2 separate regions of the Bicyclus anynana genome follow, and region 2 is linked to region 1. Evidence: chromatin contacts called from public Hi-C data. All regions are on one chromosome and are shown on one strand. The core of a region is the stretch at or near the end of the contact, and the rest is flanking DNA. Distances in the headings are between cores, read along the strand shown.

Region 1 (6,277 bases), core at 1,513-4,012:
AAAAGTACTGCCATGAATTTAGAAAAATTGCCTACGATGTTCTCGAAATCACAGTCGGATTTTATATATTAAACGTGGAAATCAACGTAAGTTTTCAACCCCTATTTCATCACTTTAGGAATTGACTTAAAAAATTCTTGAATCACATTATATTTCGTGTTTTTTTTATGATTTATGAACAAATTTTTAAAACTGTAACTCTAAAAATGAAGGACGTTCTACACAAACTTTCATCCCCAAAAAAATTTTAAAAATGTCACCCCTCAGAGGATAAAATTCCTCTTGGAGTTGGAATTTCTCAAAATTCTTTGTAAAGTCAGCCATTGTCGGTCAATTATTCTCACGTTTCTGCAGCGCAAACGTCAGCGAAGACGTTTCATAAGTCGAGCCGTCATGCACGCAGTGACCAATACACGATCAGTTATAGTCGTGGATGCTGCAGAAACGTAAGAATAATTGATCGTCAATGGCGTGCATTAAAGGATGTCTACGTCATAGTAGCTTTATGCATGCAAAGTCTCAGCCGGATCGGTTAAAAATTGACAAAGTTTCTTACAAACTTACATCTCCTATTTTATCCCCTTGGGGGTAGAATTGATCAAAAACCTTTCTTAGCGGATGCCTACGTCATAACATCTACCTGCATGCCAAACAGCCCGATCCGTTCAGTGGTTTGGGCTTTGTGTTATATATATTTAGACTAAACACACATTAAAACATACATCTTTAAGTGATTCAGTTTTCAAATATAGCTAAAATCAACAATCGCTAATAGTCCAATAAATAGGTCATTGACACGAAGCATATTTTAAACCGGCATGCCTACAAAACAGGTTTGCTGCATTACCATATAAAGAGGGCAAACTTGTCTTTCATCAGAAACTTTGGATCTCTTGTCTATTGCCCTAAATACTTAAGTCGCTCATAGAGTCCACTCAAACTTTATCACTGTTTACTCATGACATATGTGAGATGGTGATAACAAAAGGATTTCCGGTTTAGATTGTTGGTACGCTGCACTTCCAATACCCAGTATTTGGAATCCCATATCTGTTCACAATTTTAGTTTAATTTTGAAATCTAATAAAAAGCTATATAGAGCAATCGACTAAAAACTGACCGTTTGATAATGAGCAAAGAAAAATTTACTTCAAGTAGGTATCATTTTATTTCTATACTAATAATATAAAGCTGAAGAGTTTGTTTGTTTGTTTAATTGAACGCGCTAATCGCAGGAACCGCACTGGATAGTGGCGGCTCGAGACCGTGGTCTGAAGTCTATGCAAGAGGCCTATTGTCCAGCAGTAGACGTCTATCGGCTGATAATGATGATGATGATGATGAAGGGATGGGCCGTGGTGTTTGGAGGTACTCACAAGAGGAGGTCCAGCAGTGAAAGTCTATCGGCTGATAATGATGATAATGATAAAGGAATACCTAGTAAAATATTGTTGTCATTATCAAAAACATGGTCCGCTGAAAGCATTCGGCTCAAGGCTGTAATGTTTGGACTTTGGAAGAAGAAAAAAGCTCGGTGTTAAACTATTAAGTATTATACGACTGTGTGCTTAGTTTTAAATAAGTTTGTAAAATAGTGGTAAATAAAAACTAAACCTTAGTTGAGTTTGTTGTGGGCTCTTCTCGGACTAAGGCGCGTTTGAAACCCTCGTAACTTAAATTTTAAGTCAAATGATTATTATCACCATTATTTTAAGTTTAATATTATTACCTGACGTTTCGAAAGAGCTTGTAAACTAAGCCTATTTGAAATAAATGAATTTTGACTTTGACTTTGACTTTGGAAGTCTTATAGGAGACTTATTCCAGAAGAATCTCCATCAGCTGATAATAAGGATAACAAACATAATTTATTAAACGTGATTTACTTTACGGATTACGTACCTGTAACGTTAAATATTCTAGTGAGATAAGCGGAAGAGTAGTTATCATCAAGTCGTGTTGAATTATTGCTGGTTAAACAACTTAGACGAAACCTGAATGTATCACTAACTACAACTCTTCAATCTACTTTAGTAAGTACCTTTGTATCTACACTAATATTATAAAGCTGAAGAGTTTGTTTTCTTTGGTTGAACGCGCTAATCTCAGGAACTACTAGTCCGATTTGAAAAATTATTTCAGTGTTAGATAGCCCATTTATTGAGGAAGGCTATAGGTTATATATATTATTCTCGTATTCCTACGAGAACGGAATATATATACACACATAGGCTATGAACTTTGACGGTCAAGTTCAGGTCCAGGTTTGACTGGTGGGAGGCTTCGGCCGTGGTTAGTTACCACCCTACCGGCAAAGACATATTGCCAAGCGATTTAGCGCTCCGGTACGATGCCGCGTAGAAAACGAAAGGAGTATAGATTTTCATCCTCCTCATAACATGTTAGCCCGCTTCCATCTTAGATTGCATCATCACTTACCATCAGGTGAAATTGTAGTCAAGGGATAACTTGTAAACAATAAAAAAAGAATTCCACGCGGACGAAGTCGTGGGCGTCTACTAGTTAGCTATTAAAACTCGGCTCAACCTTGACTGACACTTTAGTAGCTTACACATTAGTATCTTCCACCCACAAACCTAGATTTCGGTTGCGTAAAGTGTCAAGTTTTACTGAGGATTCGACTGCAGTCCATTTGTCTGGTCACGATAACAAATCAGCTGCTCCGAGTTCGACAGCTGACAAGCATCGGGTGGGGAGAACGACCGATAATTACGTAGTGAGGAGGTAGAAACGCCTGCGCCGCCAACCCGCTAGTATACCGCTAATCGCCGCCGCGCTCAGGCGAGTAGAGCTCGCGCGTTTCCCTTTGTTCCTCCGCGTCTTTGTGTTGTCTCGCGATGGAATACGAAGTCTTTGTTCTAGTGTAGCTGCGACAGTGTCAGTGGCGATGGCTCTCGACAACCAGTCGGACTCGCAGGAGACCAACTCCACCTCACTGGTGGAAGATTCTGTCAACATCACCTTCGAAGACGTTCACTACAAAGTTCGGCGTGGTTTCTTGACTGGAGGTGGGGATCCTTACATAATATACAACGATAAATACTATTTGGCTCATTAACAAATGGTAGATCATTACAATAGTTATCTTTAAGTTTATTATCATACGCTGTATGATAAAAAGCGTAGGTACTTACCTACTTGGAGTGCGCGTCAAGGAATACTGCACGTCTAAAATCGACAAGTTAAAATGTATAGTTTACATTCTTAATATTTCAAATATTACCTAATTAAACAGTTACACCTTATTATATCTACTGTGGTTACACTTTTACTTTCATCTACCTACTGGTGGTATAAACTTAAATTTTGAACGATATTCACGCAATGTTTACTGCCTTCACGGTGTCAATGGCCTTTCATCTAATATAATTTTAACTATAAAGTACTTAATAGGTTACCTTTCTTTTTACATCATTTTCTTGATAGTGCTTCTAAGCATTATCAAGAAGATTTGTGATTAAAAAACTGGGTTAAATCTAACCTTCAGTTAGGTTGTTTTTCGAGTTTTTAGAACTTAGTTTAATTAGGCGCCTAGGTAGGTACCTAGTAACTAGATCATTATCAACCCATATTTGGCTCACTGCTGAGCTCGAGTCTCCTCTCAGAATGAGAGGGAGTTAGGCCAATAGTCCACCACACTGACCCAATGCGGGTTGACACACAGGCAGAGAATTTAGAAAATTCTCTGGTGTGCAGGTTTCCTCACGATGTTTAGTTACTAGTAGATACTTATTGATAATTTTGTATGTTTTATTTTAGGGGTTTGTAAAATATATACTCGTGGGAAGTGGCTGGATGAGGAAGGCGGAGGATCGTGTGGTTACTATTTCGGAAATACCTATGTCCAGCAGTGGACGGATACAGGCTTATGTTGCTGATGATAGAGATCTCTGACTCTCTCTCTCTCTCTGAGAGACTCACGTCCCACGTAGGTAGGCCGTAGGATAAAACTCTTCGTCCTTGTATTCATACGTCTTCAATTTCATTTTGCTACATTGTTGCATACTTAATTTGTTGTTATCATCTGATTACACGTGTGGATTATTGTACGGCAATGATAATTTTATATTATAGATCTGTTACGTCCCTACAAATCACCGCAAAAGGTGATCCGAATAATAGTGTGCAACACTGAGAGCACACATGCACAATTTTGTCTTAACTCCATTATATGTATTTATGTTTAAATAGTTTTTACACTTCCTGAACACACAACTCGACATTGTAGACTATATTTATTTGTTTAAATAACTTTTATTGTTGACCATAACTAACATTGAGTTGACTATAAATTTCCTCTTTTGAGCGCCTCTTTTTTTGTGCCAGCTAGTAACACATCTAACAGTATTTAATATCATTGCTGTACGGTATGATATTTCTTACAATGAAGCGTTTATTTTGTATTAAAGGTTTATCAGCATTTTATATAATATGGTGGCATTTAGTCCACGTTAGTAAAAAATATATATGTAGAGTTTTGAAATTGGAATCACAAACACTTCGCTATTACGTAATAAATCCATTTGATATTACCTGAATGCACCCTATATAATTTGTTTAATATGGTTTATTTATTAGTGTGTAGTTATTTGTATATATTGTATATTATTATTACATACACACCACCTACAGTTGTCATAATAAGTTGCTAAGCCTAAGGTTGCCTGGAAGAGATCGCTACTAAGCGATAAGGCCGCCTTTTGTAATCTACTTCGTCTTATGTTTCTGCTTTGCTTGTTTTTTTTATTATTGTGTTGTACAAATAAAGAGTACAAAAAAAATTGTACACAAATATGTGCCTACACAATTTCTAAAGAGTACGTTGTTATAATATAATTATGTACCAAAGTGTATATAAGCCGGAAGCTGAAGGGACACACAAGGAAGGAAGGAAATCTTAAAAAGTTTCATTATCCATCAATTGAAATAGCAAAGACAAAAAAACTCACGTAAAAAAAAATTATTTTATTCTTTACAAGTAAGTTGACTACCACCTCACCTGATGGTAAGTGATGATGCAAGCGGGCTAACTTGTTAGGAGGAGGATGAAAATCCACACCCCTTTCGGTTTCTACACGACATCGTACCGGAACGCTAAATCGCTTGGCGGTACGTCTTGGGTAGGGTGGTAACTAGCCACGGCCGAATCCTCCCACCAGCTAGACCTGGACCAATTAAGAAAACCTCAATAGGCCCAGCCGGGAATCGAACTCAGGACCTCCGTCATGGAAATCCAACGCGCATACCTCTGCACCACGGAGGCCGTCAAACAGTGCCGTGCCTTAACAAAACACTTTTGAGAAATTTTATTTGTAGACTCATTCTGGGCATTCTTTATTCTGTGACCTGAAGACACAGTGTATAATATATAATCTCTGCTTTACTTCGTAAAGGATAAATTATTCAAGCGAGTTGGTTTAAAGGATACAAATCTTATTATATTCAATACGATATTTTAAATGTATTGTATTGTATTCTATACAAGTAAGTAACGATGTAAGAAATCAGATAATCTATTTTTTTTCATAAGTACCAAGATTGTAATGTTGCAAGGTAAAGAAACTAATGCCAAACTATGTAATACTTACTTTTGTATCGATTCTAATAAAACTTATGGAAGATAACGTTGTCGTCATTAACCTATATTCGGCTCACTGCTGAGCTCGAGTCTCCTCTCAGAATGAGAGGGGTAAGGCCAATAATCCACCACGCTGGCCCAATGCGGATTGGCAGACGCGTAGAGAATTAAGATAATTCACTGGTATGCAGGTTTCCTCACGATGTTTTTCCTTCACCTATAGAGACACGTGATATTTAATTTCTTAAAGATGCACACAACTGAAAAGTTGGAGGTGCATGCCCCGGGCCGCATTCGAACCCACACCCTCCGGAATCGGAGGCAGAGGTCATATCCACTGGGCTATCACGTCTTTTATTAACGGAAGATAACGTATTATTATAATAATAACTAATATCATGTGCATCCCATTATGATAAAGTTCAATATGTTAGTACCTACAGCACAGCAGCCTCGCAATACAATAACAACTAGCTGACGCCGCGCGGTTTCATTTGTGTTGTTGCTGGTCCGATTCTGTATTCCTCGATAAATGGGCTATCTAACACTGAAAGAGTTTTTCAAATCGGACCAGTAGTTCCTAAGATTAGCGCGTTCTAGCAAACAAGCAAACTCTTCAGCTTTATAATATTAGTATAGACTAGCTGATGCCGCGCGGTTTCACCCGATCCCATAAGA
Region 2 (6,277 bases), core at 1,275-3,774, 39 kb after region 1:
AACAGTCTTATGCCTGTCGTCATCAACTCATATTCGGCTCACTGCTGAGCTCGAGTCTCCTCTCAGAATGAGAGGGGTTAGGCCAGTAGTCCACCACGCTGGCCCAATGCGGATTGGCAGACTTTACGCACGCAGAGAATGAAGATAATTCTCTGGTATGCAGGTTTCCTCACGATGTGTTCCTTCACCGATCGAGACACGTGATATTTAATTTCTTAAAATGCACACAACTGAAAAGTTGGAGGTGCATGCCCCGGACCGGATTCGAACTCATACCCTCCTGAATCGGAGGCAGAGGTCATATCCACTGGGCTATCACTGCTCTGTCTTATGCCTAGCTTAAAGGTAAAGGGGCCAAACTCAACACCAAATCACGACTAGGTCCTAGAATATTGATCAACGGGAACTTTTAAAAATTACGATTTTTTTTAAAAGAGCTTTTTTAACCTTTTGAGTTTCTTGCCGGCTCTTCTCAGCAGAACCTGCCTTAAGAACTGGTAGTCTTTAGAAATGGTCAAGATATTTTTTTTTTATTTCTTTACAAATTAGCTCTTACTTTAAGATGGAAGCGGGCTAATTTGTTAGGAGGAGGATGAAAATCCACTTTTGGTTTTTACACAACATCGTACCGGAACGCTAAATCGCTTGTCGGTAACTAGCCGCTGCCGAAGCCTCCCACCAGCAAGACCTGGGCCAATTAAGAAAATCTCAATCGGCCCGGCTGGGGATCGAACCCAGAACCGTTTTGTAAATCCACCGCGCAAACCACTGCGCCACGGAGGCCGTCAAAAGAAGATTTTAATGATATAAAATCGTTGGAGGAATGAGCAACTTTGCCTCAAAATGATTTTATTAATCCGCTATTCTGCAGTCCTTTTATAGTTCTAAACAATCTACTTTTTACAGTTTCACAGTTTATTTGATACGTTTACTAAATAACTGTAACAGTTAATGACGGTAATCGTTCAGATCAATGAATAATGAGATTGCTTACCTTAAAAAATATATAAAATAGTCGATAAATCTAAATGTTGACAGAGAATCTTGCACTTTTGCTGTTACAAACAATGAATAATAAACCCTTTGTTTATTTAAAAGGGTTACAACACAGAAGTGTTACAATAATTCCTTTAATCGATTGTCTTAATTTCGATGAAACCTTGAACTTGTATTGTTAAAGCAAGCAATGAGACCGTTAGGTAGACACTTTTGAGAAACTTAAAATGATGAGTGACGAGAAATTATTCATTATCAATATCAGTATCAGCCATTTTTTAATAGCCTACTACAGGGCAAGGCACCCTTATTCTTCATCTTCTTGCCTGGGCCTTTTCCGCACTGGGCCTCCCTCCTTATGGAGAGGGGATATGGAGCTGAGACTACCACACTGCTCTAATATGAATTGGCGGAATTGGGGTGATAATGGTAAATGAACTACTATCAGATATTGATGGTAAAAACCGGGACCGATGGATTGATATACTCTCGCGTCTTTTACCAACTCTTCTTGTCTAGTCTTGGAATAAAGAAAAACTCAGTAGATGTATTAATGGTATTGGAAATTGCAAAGAATACCTAATTAATGACTAAAATATTTTGCAATTTGTTTGGAATAAAAAGAAAAAAAAAGTGTTCAATGGTTTTTTAAATGGTGTGAAAATAAATGACTAGTCTGCCATCTTAAATATGCCGCCATGTTGGATTTAGAATGACGTCACTAAGTTAAACATGTGTTGCCATCCAAATTGAACAAGTATACAATATTTCAGCTTAATTGGTTAAATCTGCTTTAAAATTGCAAGATTTCACCCGAATAAATAAACATACATACATAGGTATAGCCCAATGGATATGACTGATATCCCAGTGAATATGACCTCTGCCTACCAATTCCGGAGGGTGTAGGTTCGAATCCGGTCCGGGGCATGCTCCTCCAACTTTTCAGTTGTGTGCATTTTAAGAAATTAAATATCACGTTTTTTTTTTTTTATTCTTTACAAGTTAGCCCTTGACTACAATCTCACCTGAAGGTAAGTGATGATGCAGTCTAAGATGGAAGCGGGCTAATTCGTTAGGAGGAGGATGAAAATCCACACCCCTTTCGGTTTCTACACGGCATCGTACCGGAACGCTAAAAAACGTGTCTCAAACGGTGAAAGAAAACATCGTGAGGAAACCTGCACGCCAGAGAATTTCTTAATTCTCTGTGTGACGTCTGCCAATCCGCATTGGACCAGCATGGTGGACTATTGGCCTAATCCCTCTCATTCTGAGAGGAGACTTGAGCTCAGCAGTGAGCCGTATATTCGTTGATAACGACGACATACATAGGTATATACATGCATTGCAAATTAAACAAAAGCTTATAATTTAACTTTCTCGTTTCAGTGGGCTGGACTCGTCGATATCGAAGCAGCTGATATACCTCTTGCATCTGTTAGCACGCCAGGGGCGGACGGTGGTGATCACCATGCACCAGCCTTCGGCCCTGGTGTTGCACATGGTGGACAAGCTGTTCTGTGTGGCGAGCGGACGGTGCGCCTACATGGGCTCGGTCCCTCAGCTGCTGCCTTACTTGGAGCAGTTACACCTCATCTGTCCGCCTTATCACAATGCTGTAGATTTTTGTTAGTATACATTATTGAATATTTTATAATTAATCTGCCTTACATAACTATGGAGGCCGTGATAGCCTAGTGGATGTTTGGTTGCATGCATTTTAAGAAATTAAATATCACGTGTCTCAAACGGTGAAGGAAAACATCGTGAGGAAACCTGCATACTGGAGAATTTTCTTAATGCTCTGCGTGTGTGAAGTATGCCAATCCGCATTGGGCCAGCGTGGTGGACTATTGGCCTAACCCCTCTCATTCTGAGAAGAGACTCGAGCTCAGCAGTGAGCCGAATATGGGTTGATAATGATGATGATGAGAGTATGTAACTACTTAACTATAAATTTCAATGAAGCTAGTTAGTATAGTATAGTTTCGTTCCCATGAAGTTAGAATGCATCAGCGAGATGCCATACATCGTGTCAATTAATTATGTATCTCTCGTTAGGGGATGCTGCGTAGAGATTGCTCATTGCAATAAAGCTGCCTTTTCATGCTAATTCTTACTTTCAATTATTCATTTTAAAATTTTCATTTTCTTTTGTGTGCAATGAAGTATTTCTTCTTCTTTGTCTCGGTGTACGATTCAAAACATTTGTCACTATAATATTTTTGATCGATCGCCTAACATTGAACCGATGGTAGGGTCTTTACAAATAGTCAAATATGACGTTGAAATAGCCTACTTGAAACAAATTAATTAAGTTTTTGACTTTTTTTTAATTTGGATTTTTCAACGAAATGACATAATTAATCATTGAAATAATAATATTCACTGCCACTTAATGTAAAATGACGTTGTCAACGTCATTTTGTTGACATAATCTTGTTATTAAACAAGTATCATATTTATATTTTTAAAAATATAAATATGATGAACGTCATTTCGTTGATATAACCATGTTAGATGAACAAAACAAACATACAATGAAAAACGATGTTGTCTCTCATATCAATCATCAATAATAATAATATGCTCCCGACCGACTTTTCGGTCACGGCGGCTGATCTCATGGTGAGATTAACCATGTACGCAGGAGATATTATAGTGCACAAGTGTATGCGCAAGCACAGGTGCACTCTCTCTTCCCTCACTCTCGAAACCCGATGAGACGGCAGACCGACACGACCGGTGAAAGATTAGGCGCAGGACCGACGGCTTTACGTGCTCTCCGAGGCACGGGGGTGTACTAACACCGCCAACTTCCTAACTCCAGGCTGCTATTAAGATTTTCCTTGTAAGAAAAATCCCAATTTGTTTTTGTTGGCCTGACCCGGGATTCGAACCCTGGACCTCATTGACCGTAGCTGAACCAGCTTACCACGGGACCAATGAGGCAATCATCAATACTCAATATACGTCAATCATTTACTGAGATACATACCTAATTGACCGGCAGATTATTATAATAATGAATCAGATTCAACGACTTTACTCGTATATTACGCTCATTGTTGTGACACTAAACCTCAAGGCAAGAGAATGTACCATTTGTCAAGGTTTCTGTTATTAGTCATTACTTAGGGCAGGTAATGTATTCTGCAGCAAAAAAATCTCACCGTTATGGAGTACTTTCGGTTACAAAGTATCGGAAATTTTTATTTTTATTTATATCTATATTGACAGAGAGGCAAGGTTTGTGGTATTGTAGAGAGTAATCTAAGTGAAACCACGAGGCATCGGCTAGTTTTATATGGGGCCATAGCAGTGCCCCGTTAATATAAGATTTTCCTATAAGAAAATTATATAAGCTACTATCTGATCCTGCAAATGATGTTCTGCTATTCGAATTTGTTTTATACAAAAGTTCTTAAATAAAGATTTAAATTGAAAAATGGGATGTCGAGTTAAGAGGATAAAATTATACGTTATAGGAGTGAACCAGAAGGACCGTGACACGGGGATTTTATACATTATATTATATTTGAAACAGAATTAAAAATGAAACCTTTTGTGGACAACCAAGAGGCAGTCCTGTCTGTTAATGAAAGGCTCGACATTCAATCAAGTTCAATGTATAAAATATGAAAAAGATAATCACAGTTTTTATACCGGCGGCCTTTGGCCAATTGAATAACCATCGACTAAAAAACTCGTTTGCAACTGAATGTCTTCATAGATAGTTTTACAAGATGAATGATAAATAATTAATAATCAATATTTTTATTTCAGTTCTAGAAGTATGTGCGGAGAATGAACAAAGACTAGTGCAATGTTCGCAAAATGGAATAAGCGAACAATGGACACAAAATATACCCAATGAGACTGATAGGAAATTATTAGGTAAATACGAAGCATTATTAAATTAATCACGACAAGCGAGTTGTCGCTTGAGGCAAGATCAAAACGATGTGATGATGATAATAAATAAAACAAAACAACTCCTTTATTTGCTACAAATTGGCACCCTTGAATTTAAATATAGTACAGTTAGCCTATAATGCGCAGCACAACATAATCTCGATACGAAAGAAAGACATATCAAGCAATAGCGGCAGAATGGAAAATATCTCTCTCTCTTTCGTTGTAATAAGACAAAAGAGAGCGATGTCATGTATTTCGTCGCTATTCATCGACATTACTTTGTCTATCTCTCGTCTTTAAATATGGCGTGATGCGCATCGTAGGACTAAAGGACTTGTAAAATTGAAAAATCATCCAATATTCGAACCTCCTAAGTTTAGAACTTTAGAGGATGTGGTTAATGCTTTCAGGTTTAACCCATACTTACAAAACTAATTTATTGTTTTGTAATGTTACCAAAATTCCTTTTTCTGTATTTTTCTGATATCATCCCTATTCTTTTCAGAATATAAAAGAAGTAAATCTGAAGAAGTATATTTGACGTCATTACCTACCCCCAAAGAAAATCCAACTCGTAAAATTTTGCTATCCCTAAAAAGCACATATCCTACTTCACCTTGGAAGCAGTTCCTTGTTTTGACTTCGAGAGCGTTATTGGTAAGTTCTTACGTTATTCAAATTGGTAAACTATTACCATATCTATATCGAACCACAGGACCAATATTCTTGCAACTCTTTTCATCAGGAACATAAATACTAGGTATATTATTTGAATATAACGGCGTTTCAAGACTTTCGTAAGTTCAAATAATACGAAATAATGTTGCAAATGAGCATTGTTTTCAAATTTATTAGTGGGATATTACGATATCCTCATCCTATTATTTAAGTAAGGTCAACAAAATATATCAATCTTTTCCATTCACTTCTGTAATCATTTATTCTTTTACATTGTAAAATTTACATAAATGTCCTCTTTCACACGTTCCAACCTTTCTTTTTATTGGCCTTCCTTTCCTCTTGTGTTTCCAATTTTATATAACTAACATGCTTCCACATCACATGTCCATACCAAGTTGGGGTATTATTTGGGAAATAATAATGTAATAATTGGGAAAATATGTTATTCATTTATTATCACAATCTAAAGATTAAAGGGTGATCATGCTAACTGCGTAAAGGCTTAACATTTATTGTTTTCTTTTAGTCAATCTGGCGCAACCCGTCTTTCACGATAATGATGACCGGTATACACTGCTTCATGGCCTTGTTTGTCGGATTTCTATTCTACAATATCGGCGCAGACGCAAAATACGTACGAGACAACTACAATTTCCTCTACTTCGGCCTTATGTTTCTT

Evidence for each region. Hi-C and Micro-C count contacts between places; a contact is called where the count stands out from the background.
Region 2: a contact with region 1 is called in a Hi-C map of whole larva, with 2.5 times the contacts expected there. The contact joins the enhancer-like site here to the promoter of LOC112044586 in region 1. A contact is called at or near these places in 2 of 2 Hi-C or Micro-C datasets (whole body and whole larva).

What each region holds. Positions count from the first base shown.
Region 1 is chr9:6,679,486-6,685,762 of ilBicAnyn1.1, forward strand. LOC112044586 (ATP-binding cassette subfamily G member 4) reads left to right here and starts at 2,763. Exons shown (of 10, transcript XM_024080468.2): 1 at 2,763-3,029. The coding sequence starts at 2,909. The region is part of intron 13 of LOC112044581 (ATP-binding cassette sub-family G member 1); the gene reads left to right.
Region 2 is chr9:6,719,202-6,725,478 of ilBicAnyn1.1, forward strand. It overlaps LOC112044586 (ATP-binding cassette subfamily G member 4), which reads left to right. Exons shown (of 10, transcript XM_024080468.2): 5 at 2,389-2,627; 6 at 4,786-4,896; 7 at 5,423-5,574; 8 at 6,125-6,277. Among protein-coding and RNA genes, the nearest start is that of LOC112044602, 12 kb to the right of the region's middle. Within about 2 kb of position 2,525, at least 6 of the 8 cell types and tissues checked have open chromatin away from gene starts, as enhancers often do.